Linked DNA regions of Mus musculus: region 1 is linked to region 2. Evidence: chromatin contacts called from public HiCAR-type data. All regions are on one chromosome and are shown on one strand. Each heading gives the region's core, a stretch centred on a gene start, on an enhancer-like site or on the middle of the called end of the contact. The rest is flanking DNA. Distances are from core to core; before and after follow the strand shown.

Region 1 (6,925 bases), core at 705-3,204, 610 kb after region 2:
TTGTTTTCTTCTGTGGAAGCCCAGGGTCTAGCATGCAGAAGCTGCCAACAATATTTGCTTGATGATGCAAAGAATGACAACATAAGCATACAAAGTAAGACCTCCAAGAAGAAGAAGGACACCAGAAAAGCTTATTGGTCTAAGCTCATTGGACCCCTAGGAATCTCTGTGTATCTGGTTCTGTTAGAAGCATCCCACTGAGCCTTGTGGAGGAAGTAGCTGAGATGCCTCATTTCTTCCTTTCCCATATCACTGAATCCACATGGCTAATTCTGAGATCCAGAAGGGCTCCTCTGTGAAGATTTCCTCTCACACTGAGTTAGAAACAGAAGTAGTTATATCAGACACAAAGAGACAGCTGCTCTCTACATGCTGGCCACCTACTGTGTGTCATTCAGGTTTGTCTCTCAGAGAAAATGCTCCTGTCACATTTTATCTCCTGGGCTCTTGAACATTGGTAACTTTGAACAGGTAAACTGATGCAACTTCCTGAGGATAGGTAGGCCAGCATACTTTTTTGAAAGGACCACCCCATTTCATAATAACCCTCTTGTTCTCTTGATCATTGTCCAAGTGCCCCCAAAGGCAGATCTACTTCATAAGTGTTCTAGAATTCCATAACTTGTCCCAGGAGCCAATAACATTTGCTCTGAATTCCATTGTGTCTGGGTAGTAGAATATGTTAGTGTGTGTGTGTGTGTGTGTGTGTGTGTTTCTGTCTGTGTGATGAATATGATAATATTACAATGGAAGTATAGTTAACAGCATTCTATTAGCCAGAAGTAAGAGTAACAAGGCATAACGAATATCCAGAGTTATCCAATTAAAGCCAGACAGAGCACAGCTGAAGCCTAATCATTCTGAGAACAGGATCAATTTTGTGATGTCTATTCTGACAACTATTTTCAAGAGTTTTCTCACCCATCTCTGTACTAATATCTGCTGAGTTCTTGATCATGAGCTTATTTTCTAGATGAGAATATTGAGATTCAATGAATTCAAAACTATACACAGACATAAAACTAATTAGCAACAAAGTCCAAGTTCAAGTTCAAATAACTGTGATATAAATACACATTAAATAAATGCAATTCAGTGAACTCATGTCTTATGTCCACTGTCTGTGAAGTGAATATACTAAATGATCATTATGGATATTTTCAAATTTAACAATCTTGATTCCCAGAGAGTGAGGCAGAAAAGGATCAAAAGTCTGAGGCAATCATGGATTACATAGCAAGACTCTGTCTCAAAGAAAAGAAAAGAAAACAAAACACAAACAAGCAGAAACTCCCACAAAGAATAAATTAATTAATAAAAATAATGGGAAACCCTCAAGGGATTAATTCATGAGGTTATTCGACAAAAATCTATTCAGACAAGGAGATTTAGTAGACACTCAGGAAAATGGCAAGCAAAATCAATAAATACTCTCTCTTCATGAAACTTACTATTTAATCAGAGGCAGATGAGAAAATGGACAAGAATCCATTGTCAGAAGTGTTTTTCCAGAGAAGAAGCCAGGCTTCCCAAGAAGAAGCTAAACAAAATGAGTAACCAAAGCATGGATGCCAGAAGAGAGAGCAGAACTGGCAACCAATAACATAAATTCCAGAGAGACAGGTCAAAATGGAGACTTGCAGATAAATGTGGGCCAAGTTATAGAGGATAGTGTCACCACATCAAGGGACTGGGCTTTGTGTGGTTTGGAAAACAACCAGGAGAACTGTCTGGAAAAGCAGAATACAGATGCCCATCACTAAGATGCAGCACTTCTGGGCTTTTGAAGACATAGGGCAACCTCTCTTGCTTTGGTTCACCTACTGTAAATGGGGGTATTAATACAATCTACCACCTTAGAGTCACAGAGAGAATTCCCATCATGCTGAGCAGAAGCTGTGCAGCCCCAGAAATCCTTGTTTTTATTTTCATTTTAGTCTAATCACTGTCATGATCCTACTGTGTTATGACATCATCCTCATACTTTGTGGCTGAAGGAGTCTAATACAGCTTAGAGACAAAATCTCCCTGTACAACTGGAAGATTTTCAAATAGAGCAGCATTCAGAACAATTCACTGGTCAACCTCCTCTATCTACATCATACCTACAGTGATGGCTTCCAGACACGTTGAAGTAGTTCAGAGAATATAGTTACATCTTTGCCTATGCTACAAGATTACATGGGGAGGATCCCAGGAGAAGAGCCAAACAGGAAGATAAGAATAGAAAGTCATAAGTCCCTGTGAAGTCAGTCATAGTGAATGGTTCCAAGAACATCACATTCAATACCCATCACAACAAGAATGGGTCTAAAGATGTTTGGTACCTGATTCCATTGTTATACCATGACCTCCAGGAACAGGTTTCCATGGAGCTGAGTACCAGGTACCATTCAGAAGAATTGTGTTGTGAGAAAGACAACAGCACAGCATTCTGTCACTGCCTATGGGCCTCATGTCTTTACATTTATCAATAGTCACCAAGCCTATTCTTCAGCAAATCACAAATAACTTGGACTAGATAATAATGAAACAAATACCAATAACAAAATCCAGGCACAGTGGTGTGGACCTGTAATCTAGGCAATTAGGAAATTCAGAAAGAAAGATCTGGAGCTCCAGAACATCATAGGCAATGTGAGACTTACTCTCAAACAAACAGACAGACATTCCTAAACAAATAGGCAAGCAAGCAAGCAAGCAAACAAACAAACCAAGTACCAAAGGAATGTCTAAGTTCAAATGCTGGCTTTGTCTTCAGTTTGGCCTGGACTCTGTTCTCTCTCTCTCTCTCTCTCTCTCTCTCTCTCTCTCCCTCTCCCTCTCCCTCTCCCTCTCCCTCTCCCTCTCCCTCTCCCTCTCCCTCTCCCTCTCCCTCTCCCTCTCCTCCCTCTCCCTCTCCCTCTCCCTCTCTCTCTCTCTCTCTCTCTCTCTCTCTCTCTCTCTCTCTCTCTCTCTGTGTGTATGTGTGTGTTTGTTTGTGTGTGTGTGTGTGTGTGTGTGTGTGTGTGTGTGTATGAACTCACAACTAAGAATTTCATGGCCAGTTCCTGCCATTTCTAATTTTCTTTTCTACATCTGTGCTGCTCTGTTCAGGAAGTAGGAGAGGATCCACATGTGTGGAAAAAGAAACTAAAATGAACCAGAATCAATCTTTTTCCTCCTTTTATTGGATATTTTCTTTATTTACATTTCAAATTTTATTCCCTTTCCTTATTTCCCTTCCAACCCTCCCCTGGTTCACTAACCCACCCACTCCCACTTCCCTGTCCTGGCATTCCCCTACAATGGGGCATAGAGCCTTCACAAGGCCAAGGGCCTCTCCTCTCAATGATGTCCAACAAGGCCATCCTCTGCTATAAATATGGCTGAAGCCTTGAGTTCCTCCTTGGGTACTCTTTGGTTCATTGATATAGCTGTCTCCTGAGAGGCTCTGCCAGTGCCTGACAAATGCAGAAACCATCCATTGGACTAAGCACCGGGTACCCAATGGAGGAGCTAGCAAAAGGACCTAAGGAGCTGAAGGGGTTTACAGCCCCATGGGAGAAACAACAATATGAACCAACCAGTACCCCCAAAGCTCCCAGGGACTAAACCACCAACCAATGAATCAATCTTTCTAACTAGCAATCAATGAATCAATCTTTCTAACTAGCAAATGACATCAGTTCTATAACCACCTACTTGGAATTGTCAGAGGTAGCATTGCAGCACAAGTTTGTGGGAATATATAGGCTACATACAAAGGTGTAATAGCCCTAGGAACAGGTTAGTAGAGAGAGTTCATACAGAAGCTTTGTGGCTAGTCTGGATAGAAGAGTCAAGAGATGGACTTCTCAAAGGCTACAAAAGCTTAAGTCCTTTTTCCTTTCCTGTTTCCATTGAGTCAAATACAAAACATACAAATTCTCGCTCTTTCCTGGTCTACTAAGCATGGGAATACCCATGTCTGACAGAATGAATGGTTGTGAGTCCATCCTTATTTGTTACCAGTTCTATCACTGTGAGAAACTCATTCAACTTCTGTACTAGTCATGATCTACAAACTGTAAACCAATAGACACAAAGTCCCACTACACGGAGTGCAGTACCCAGAACAATGATACTTACATAATCTAGGAACTTTTAGATGGATAGTCTCAGGTGACACTCTAAATTTGCTGATCCAAAAAGTCCATCTTGTCAAAGGCCAAGGTGACCCTTGAAGCCCTCAGTGTTGCAGTTGTCTTATTGAAGCTTAATTTCTCTCAGCACTACCAGTTATACTATAATGATCTGCTGAGTGGGTAAAATGTAGATTCCCAGCACAAAAGTAAAAAAAAGTCCAAGTGCAGAACTTGAAATTTGGACATTTAGCTGGCTATTCATGTATGATGAAGGAAGGTTTTATCTTACTCACTGTTTATATCTGGGTGTAGAGAGCCCCCAGGAAGTAGGCTTGGATGTTTGAATACCTCTCTTTCAATTTTGCTGTGCAAAAAATTAATCCAAAAAAGTGAAAATTCTTCTTTAAACTATAAAGCCTCATTACATGCAAAAGAACATTTCATACCTCTGTGAGGATTGGAAACAGGGTGAGATTGGTGCTTGAAATGAAGACAAGTGATGGGAAAGAGGGACAATGGGAATGTGGGAGAAATAAATCAGAAAAGACATCAGGCTTTAAGGCAAATGCGTGTTAGGTGTGTGTGTGTATGTGTGTGTGTGTGTGTGTGTTTGTGTCTGTTTGAGATAGATAGGTAGGTAGATAAGTAGATAGATAGGTAGATAGATAGATAGATAGATAGATAGATAGATAGATAGATAGATAGATAGACAGATGATCAATAGGTAGGTAGATACACAGAAAGACAGAGAAAGAGAAATAGTGAGACACACAGATACAGAGAGACACAAACAGACAGAAAGAGACAGAGAAGAAGTAGAAGAGGAGAGAAGGATGGAAGAAACAGGGAGGGAAGAAACAAGAGAGGGAGAGAAGGAATGGAGGTAGCAAGATGGGAGTAGAGAATGTGTGTGAAGGGAGAAAACCGAGAACAAATAAAAGGCTTTGGATCAATGAAGGCCGTCAAGTAAGTCACAGAATACACATTCTCCGGAGTCCTCCTATGTACAAGACTACACCAAGAACACTCATCTTAGGATATACTTGATTTTAAAATCCATTAAAGTAGACATTTAATTTTAATGAGGCATGTCATGCAGAATCTGTTTACACCTTTAGTGCTTAATACCCAGATGGAATGGAAGCTGACAGAGGCCAACTCTGCTGAATTTGTGTACTACATCTCATACGATGCTAGTTTGCTAGGTAGGTGATCTGAGATGAGATGCTATAGGATAGGAAGCCAAGTCTGGATTTCCTTTCCTTTTTCAAGTACTTGGGCAGAGAGCATCACCTTCACCTTTCCATGAATTTATTTCTTTCTTTCTTTCTTTCTTTCTTTCTTTCTTTCTTTCTTTCTTTCTTTCTTCCTTCCTTCCTTCCTTCCTTCCTTTCTTCCTTCCTTCCTTCCTTCCTCCCTCCCTCCCTCCTTTTTCCTTTCCTTTCCTTTCCTTTCCTTTCCTTTCCTTTCCTTTCCTTTCCTTTCCTTTCCTTTCCTTTCCTTTCCCTTCCTTCCCTCTCTCTCTCTCTTTCTTTCTCTCTCTCTCTCTCTCTCTCTCTCTCTCTCTCTCTCTCTCTCTGTCTCTCTCTCTCTCTCTCTCTCTCTCTCTCTCTCTCTCTCTCTCTCTCTCTCTCTCTCTCTCTCTCTCTCTCTCTCTCTCTCTCTCTCTCTCTCTCTCTCTCTCTCTCTCCTCTCATTCTTCTGCAGTATTTAGAGCATCATCCTTCCCTGTAACTATACTCAATGAAGTATTGCCCACTCCTTTCTCCTTCCTTCACTAGAATCTCACTTTTGTGGAACATTTAAAAGTGATTTTAACATTTAAGTGACTCTTTAAAAGTTATTCAGCAGTAATCAACAGTAGCTTGTCATGATTGTAATCAGCAGTTCCTCCTTCTAAGAAAGTCCACTGTCCTATTGGAAGAGAGATTTCTCAGAGGCCTGGGATGAGTGAGGCCCTTAGGAGTCAATGGGGATGACCTAGGCTGAGACTCATAGTCGTAAGGATATAGAATATGAAAAGGCCACCTCCTGTAGCCAGGCAGGAACGCCAACTGAGGGATAAGGACACCAACTCACTCACAAGACTTCCAATCCAAAATATATCCTGTCTACAAGAAATCAAGGGAAAAAGATGAAGCAGAGACTGAGGGAATGGCCATCCAATAATAGGTCCAAAGTGAGACCCATCCCATAGGTAAGCACCAATCTCTGACACTATTAATGATACTCTGATATGCTTGCAGACAGGAGCCTAGGATAATTGTCCTCTGAAAGGCAACACCTACCTAGCAATTGAGCAAAACAGACACAAAGATCCACAACTGAACATTGGATGGAGCTCAGGGACTCTTATGGAAGAATTGGGGAAAGGATTGAGGGCCCTGGAGGAGTTAGGAACTCCACAGGAGGACCAACAGAGTCAGCTAACCTGGACCCTTCAGGATCTCAGAGACTGAACCACCATCCAAAAAGCATACATAGGCTGGACCTAGGCCCCCTACACATATGTAGCAGATGTATAGCTAGGTCTTCATTTGGGTCCCCCAACAACTGGAGTAGAGGCTGTCTCTGAATCTGTTGCATGTCTGTGAATCCCATTCCCCTAATTGGGCTGCCTTATCTGGTCTCAGTTTGAGAGGATGTACCTAGCCCTGCAGAGACTTGATGTGGACTGAATGATTGGATATCAGAGGAAGTGGAGCTTTCACCCTCTCAGAGGATAAAGGCAGGGGAAATGATGAAAGGGACTGTGTGAAGGGGGAACAGGAGGGGAAGGGCAGCAATCAGGATGTAAAATGAATTTTATAAAATGAGGA
Region 2 (6,630 bases), core at 2,071-4,570:
GACAGGAAGATGCTAGCCTGGAAACAGCCAGAACAGGGCAATACTCACTCTGCTGAGGACCACAGCCCACATTTCCTCTTGGCTGCTATCACTCAGGCTGAACAGGCGGTCCTTCAATTTGTTGTCCTTTATTTTATACTAATTGCTGCAAGAGTTCTTGCCTCTTGACCTCCATCCTCCCTCCCCACCTGCATGGTCAATTAGGTCCATGAGCCTTGAGTCACCAGAGGGTAGTTCAGGAAAATTCACTAGAGTCTGGGTTTGAACACTCAGGTTCTGAGGATCCAGCTGTATTACTGAGGGGATGCCTGGCTTTGAAAGGAGCATAATCCTTTTTTTTTTTCAACAGGAAGCCTGGGAATGAGGGCCTGCAGTTGGAGGCATGTCCATCTCACCAATGGACAAATAATAGGCTACATATGTGGAGAGGAGATTTGTAGTACAGCAGAGCTCTGCATGGTACAGTAGAGCTACATGTGAGATGGGAGAGGATGGCTCTGTGCTGTTGCATAATCGAGAGAGTTAGATTCCTGTGTCAACCACCTAGAGCCCAGCCAAAGAGGGCAACTTTCCACCCACTCCAACTTTTATTATGAGTTCACTGTCCATTAAAATTTACATCTTAATGTATACTTAAAATTATTTTTAACCTTTTAAATTTTTACAGACCTCCAAGAAGAAGGACCAAATCCAGAGCTGTGATGTAGAATGTCTTCTTGGTCCCTGCATTTTTAGAAATGGATTTCCAGTGAGTAAGTACTCTGGGCAGATGCAAACTTGGTTCTACTTTCAACTTTTGCAATTTCCTTTTCTGCTTCTTCTTTATCTTCGTCTTTATCCTCATCTTCTTTTGGGAATAAGAAGAAGTTTAAGTGTTAAAAGAAACGGGGAGTTCTGAGTAAACACTCTGACACCTCTTGGTATTCAGTTTCCTGCTTGCAGCTGGTGCTGTCTGCCAAGTCCAGGCTCCTGTCAGGCAGCTGGTCTTGGGCTGCTGTCAAGCGCTGCACTTGCACCGTGAAGCTTACACGCACTCATACCCCGCAAACTCGAGTCAATTTTCTACATCGTCGTGGAAGAGGGGTGGTGTTTATTGGAAGAGCTTGTCTTTTTCTAAGGACTGTCTACTCAGTGGATCAAAATCACACTTAAAAAAATTGCAAGAGAAATCCTGCGTAGAACCTGACTTAATTAGCACTAGCTTTCCTGATTTATTACAGTTTAGCATCTGCTCATTACTGGTGCCTCAGGCAGCTGGACACTGGGCACAAGTCAGAGAGGGACTCAGCTTTCCCTAATTGTGTTCTCCTGTTATCTCCTATCCTGTGGTCCCAGGGTGCACATTGTGAACCTTCAGCCCACCGCAATTAACTGTGCTCTCTTTCACATCACAGTCCTGTCTCCCAAAATGGAGCATTTGTGTTTGAATTTAAGCTTAAGTGTCCTCCTCTGCTGGATTTCAGACATGCTCAACTTGAGCTGGTTCTGAGACACCACTGGATACTTTCTTACAAAGGTTAAGTAGTTACCAGGAGAAAAGCTCAAATTTGAATGGGCCTGATCTCTTGGAGAACACTGTGTATCTTAAGAATCTTAAGGTGTTTCCAGTTGCTGGCTCAGCTGCCCTGGCTAGCCATCCCACGGAAAAAGAAGAAATGGTACATGGATATGAGGACTCCTCGCAGGAGCTTACAGTCCCAGCAAAGGGCAGTTCAGAGCACAACACAATTTCTGACATGTATTTTTCTAGAATGGCTGTATTACACCCATGTTTAAGTCCTTTGGAGCTGCCAGGGGAAGAGGTGATAAGTAAGGGCAGACAGAGAACGTCCCTAAAATCTTTGCCTCACACCATGTTCACAAGTCCACTATTGAAGTTATAGCAAGCTTCTCCAGAAAGGTCTCATGGGTTAAGTGTCAACACTTCAGTTGAGTCAATAATTGCTCTTGGCACTTCACATAGGTTCATGCTATAATAAAACAGTAAGTCTAGCTGGGCAGTGATGGCACATGCCTTTAATCCTAGCACTTGGGAGGCAGAGGCAGGTGGATTTCTGAGTTTGAGGCCAGCCTGGTCTACAGAGTGAGTTCCAGGACAGCCAGGGCTACACAGAGAAACCCTGTCTCAAAAAAAAAAAAAAAAAAAAAACCAAAACAACAACAACAAAAACCAAAAACAGAAACAACGCCCCCCCCCCCCAAAAAAAACAAACCAAAAACCAAAACCCAGTATGTCTAGATGGATACCACTGTTATTTCTGGTACACATTTGAAGAAGCAGATTCAAATGTTGCAAGTTCTCCTAAGATGAGTGAGTGATTCATTTACCTCCAAGGCCCCCATTGTGAGGACTGGAGGCTAAAGGCACTTCTGTCCTGCTACACGGCATGGGAAAGGCATGTGGCTTGACCTTGGGAAATGCCAGTAGCACACAAACACAAAATAGACACAGCACAGTGCCATGACAGAGTGAAAGAGGATAAAATGAGAGGTTGGTCAGGACATGGGCACTGGCAGATTTACCCAAGATAACTTAAGCTTCAATCTATGCAGAGGGAGCATGTGAACTGAGTGAGATCTGACTGCAGAAAAGGAGCTAACCAGAGATTACTCCAGATGGAAGAGATCGCTAAGCAGAGGGAACACCAGAAGAGGTCCCCAATTTTTGAGTTTAAGCATGACTGATTACAAAATCCTGGCTGGTGGCTGTCTTACTTACCACCCCAGATGCTATTACAGTAAACCACTCAGCAGCTGCTGAACTGAACTGATTATAGCTTAAAATTGTTGTTTTTCATTCATGAGACTACAGAGCTCTATCGTGGTAAATGACCTCACAGTGCACTGGAGAAAGCTAAGGCAGAGGTCAGACCCAAGCATTTTAACCCAAACCTGCTCTTGGCATGCCTCTTAATGCTACATGGTAACGACACCCAGAGCTAGCCATTTTTCTTGAGCAGAGCCTTGTTTAGACAAATCTGGCTAGGGATGTGACATCATCCACAAGAAAAAGAAAATCTGCTATGGGTTGTTTGCCAAACATTTTTCCCTGAGGTTAAAAACACTGTAGTATTTTTAAACTATGCAAGCAAAAATCACTCCCCCACCCCACCCCCCCTGCACACAAGGACCCAGTTCTTGCCAAGATTGCTAAATTGGCAGGGCAAAGGGCCCCACACCATCTGTCCTCACATTGGCTGAATTCAGGTCTTGAAGGAAGAGTTGGATTAAGAAAAAGAAAAATAGCATGGAATATGGCTGAGGAATCCCATGATAGACTCTCAGGGTGAGCACTCACGGTGAACAGGCTGCAGGTAGCCTGAAGACAGACTCAGAATAGAGAAGGAGAGGAAGGAGGCTGAGGTGAATACCTATGGTGGACCTGGCTCTGTGGTGTTATGGAGGGATAGGACTGCTCACCTCTCTCCTTCATTCTCTGTCTTTCTGTCTGTCTGTCTGTCTGTCTGTCTGTCTGTCTGTCTGTCTGTCTCTCGCTTTCTGTATAAAGGAGAAGGAAATCTTGGATACTTCCCTGTCTTTAAGGAAGTCAGGAACATTATACTGGTATGAATAGCACAGTCACATTTTCAAAGCTCTTGCCTACACCATGCATTGCTTCATTTGCATTTGAGGCTACACACCCCCATCCTCATTATAACATGGCTCAGTGGTTAAGAGCACTGACTGCTCTTCCAAAGGTCCTGAGTTTAATTCCCAGCAACCACATGGTGGCTCACAACCATCTGTAATGGAATCTGATGCCCTCTTCTGGTGTGTCTGAAGACAGCTACAGGGTACTCCTATAAATAAAATCAATAAATCTTTAGAAAATAAAAAGACATTTGAGATTTAAAGATACTCATTAAAGAATCTCATCGGGACCCTGGAGCTGGTGGAACACTGAGCAAGGATGGGCTCTCATATCCAATCTTCAGAACACTTGTCCCAGACCTGGCTTTTTTCGGTCTTTGAACAGAAGAAACAAAGGCACTGTGCAGTGAAGCATCAGCACTGAATTCTCGTCAGCAGACAGGCTGAGACCTGATCCCAAGTCTCCAGGTTTTATATGGATCCTAGTAAGGTAAACACTCTCTAATTCTAGGGTCTCTTAGGGAGCAGTAGGGGCATGGCTCCTTAGCTAATGGTCTTCTGTACATGCCAGTGCAGCCATTGTAAAATTAGTGTGGACATTAAAACTAAAGAGTCAAATGGCTGGGGCTGAAGAGCTGGCTCAGCAGGGAAAAATACCTGCTGCCTTTTTGCAGAGGATGTGGGTTCAGTTCCTAGCACCCATATATTGCTTTACAACTGTCTGTAAGTTCAGGTTCACGGGATCTGATGCTTCTGGCCTCTGTGGACACCCGGACTAGCACAGTTCTCGTGCATATGTGCAGGCACTAACAATGAAATGAAAACATCTTAAGAAAGGCCCAGTGCTGGGTGTGGGAAGCACTTTCAGAGTTGGCGTTGGTCAGTAAGGTCCCATAACACCCCTTCCTCCATGCACTATTGCTCTTGCTCTTGGTTACCTTCTTGGACTTGAGGGTAAGTCCCTATTGCTAAGGACCACATACATGAGTTAGAGCATGGCGAAATTTATAAGCTCCATCCCTATAGGTTAGCTTTCATAATGCTGAAAAGTTCTATCATACTACTGGGGAAGAAGGTTCTCTATGGCCTTTGTATCAGCTCTGGCCTCCAGGTTCCAGCCCTGCTTTAATTCCTGTTCTGATTTCTTCCGGTGATGGATTGTAATTTCAAAGTGTGAACCCAATAATAGATCCTTTTTCCCTCAACTTGATTTTTGGTCATGATACTTTGTCACAGCAATAAAACCTAACTAAGATAAAGTGGTGTCAGATTTGGGCATTGCTACGATATATATGCATGACTGTGCTTTTGTTTGGAGGGATGTTGATTTTGGAGTTTTGAATTAGGAAAGCAATGGAATGGTTTAAGCATAGCAAGAACATGGAATTACAGTCTTGTGAAGATTATTTGAAGTGCTGGGGGCTTGGCTCAAAGGTTTCAGAGAAGAATTTTAGTATGTTGCCTAGAGATCATTCTTGTGATATTTTGGTGAAGAATGTGGCTGCTTTTTGCCTTTGTCTGAAGAGTCTGGCCGAGGCTCTAAAGTGAAGAGTTTTAGATTAATTATGTTGACAAAGGAAATCTCAAACAAAGCCTAGCATAGACTGTACTGTGGTTTAGTCTTATGAAGAGCATTTTGATCAAGCCTAGCAAGCTTAGAAAGGAAAAATACAAAATGTATTCTTTAAGGATTGAAGGGACACCAGGAAGTGAAATGGATTAAATAATCTCATTAAGGATATTAAATAGGATTAAGGGGGTGGTAGCCTTGGGGCAAGATGCTACCCAGCTAAGCTTATTGTTTATGCAGTGACAGTTGTAAGAAGTTATACCATGTTAGGCATTATTATGGCCTGGTTAATGTTTTCATTTGGACATAAGGAGATATGGTTGTGTGTCAAATTGACAAGGGATGATTTTTGACGATTATTCACAGTCATCAACTTGACTATATCTGGAGTGAGCTACAATGTAGAACTGATAAAGATCTTGTGAAAAGGAATTAAGGAAAAGCTTAGGTCCAGGCATTGTGGTATATGTCTTTAATCCCAGCACTCAGGTATGCAGATTTCTGAGTTCAAGGTCAGTCTACAGACCAAGTTCCAGGACAGCCAAGCTTAGGTAGTAAAGGAAATCACTGAAAGCAGAAAGTTGGTGACGATATTCTAGAACAAAAGGTCCATGTTCCAGGTACAGCAAATAGCAGAACTCAGCAGCTTTGGCCATATGGGTCTGGCTTTAGAGTAAAGAATAGAAGGGGTTACTATGGCAATCGTTGCTAGTTAGCTGGAGCTAAGAAATTAATGGTGATTAAGATGAGGCCAGTATCATTGAGGCAAAATCTTCTGGGAAGTATTTTCTGAGAGCACAAAGAAGCTGTGGTCCAGAGATAGATATCCTGCTGGCAGCCAGACTTGGTAATATGTAAGAATCATACAGATAGTACTGGTTTTGAAGGTGTGAAGGAGTCATGGAGAGTAGCTGAGGTTTGACACTGTGTGAGATCAAGAGAGGCCATTGGTGATGGTGCAGCCCAGGACTGAAGGTGTCATGCAAAGAAGTTGAGGCTTGGCACCATGAACAGAGTCTATGAGAGGCTGTTGGTGAAGCCTTTGAGCTTTCCTATGCTCAAGCTCTGCCCAGTGTGGAGTAGCCTCCTCCTGGATGCCCTGAGAACAAGATATAGTACTGTTGGCTTCTCTAGCATTATGTCTGTCTGCAGGCTGTCATGCTTCCTGCTATGCTGATAATGATAATGCTGATAATACCTCTGAAACTGTAAGCCAGCCTTAATCAAATGTTTGCCTTTATAAGAGCTGCCTTGGTCATGGTGTCTCTTCACAGTGATAAAATCCTAAGATAATGTCCATCAACAAATGAGTGAATGATGAAAATGTGATATGTATACACAATCTAATTTTATTCAGCTACAAAGAGAAATTAAATTCTAAAATTTGTAGCAGAATGGATGAATCTGCAAAATGTTATATTAAGCAAGGCAATCCAACCTAGAAAGGCAAATATTCAATGTTTACTTTC

Evidence for each region. HiCAR-type assays count read pairs that join an accessible place to other places.
Region 1: a contact with region 2 is called in a HiCAR-type map of fibro-adipogenic progenitors, with 5 times the contacts expected there. The contact joins two enhancer-like sites. A contact is called at or near these places in 9 of 39 promoter capture datasets (the 3T3-L1 cell line, cranial neural crest, frontonasal cranial neural crest and 5 more), 1 of 115 datasets of contacts at active chromatin or transcription factors (fibro-adipogenic progenitors) and 2 of 9 other capture datasets (adipose tissue and embryonic stem cells).

Annotation. Positions count from the first base shown.
Region 1 is chr5:39,489,962-39,496,886 of GRCm38.p6, forward strand. The region is part of intron 3 of 4930513D17Rik (RIKEN cDNA 4930513D17 gene); the gene reads right to left. Among named protein-coding and RNA genes, the nearest start is that of Gm25377, 28 kb to the right of the region's middle. Within about 2 kb of position 1,955, at least 5 of the 459 cell types and tissues checked have an H3K27ac peak or open chromatin away from gene starts, as enhancers often do. A contact at or near this core is called in fibro-adipogenic progenitors, where this site is marked.
Region 2 is chr5:38,879,226-38,885,855 of GRCm38.p6, forward strand. No RefSeq gene overlaps it. Among named protein-coding and RNA genes, the nearest start is that of Clnk, 5.8 kb to the left of the region's middle. Within about 2 kb of position 3,321, at least 47 of the 459 cell types and tissues checked have an H3K27ac peak or open chromatin away from gene starts, as enhancers often do. A contact at or near this core is called in fibro-adipogenic progenitors, where this site is marked.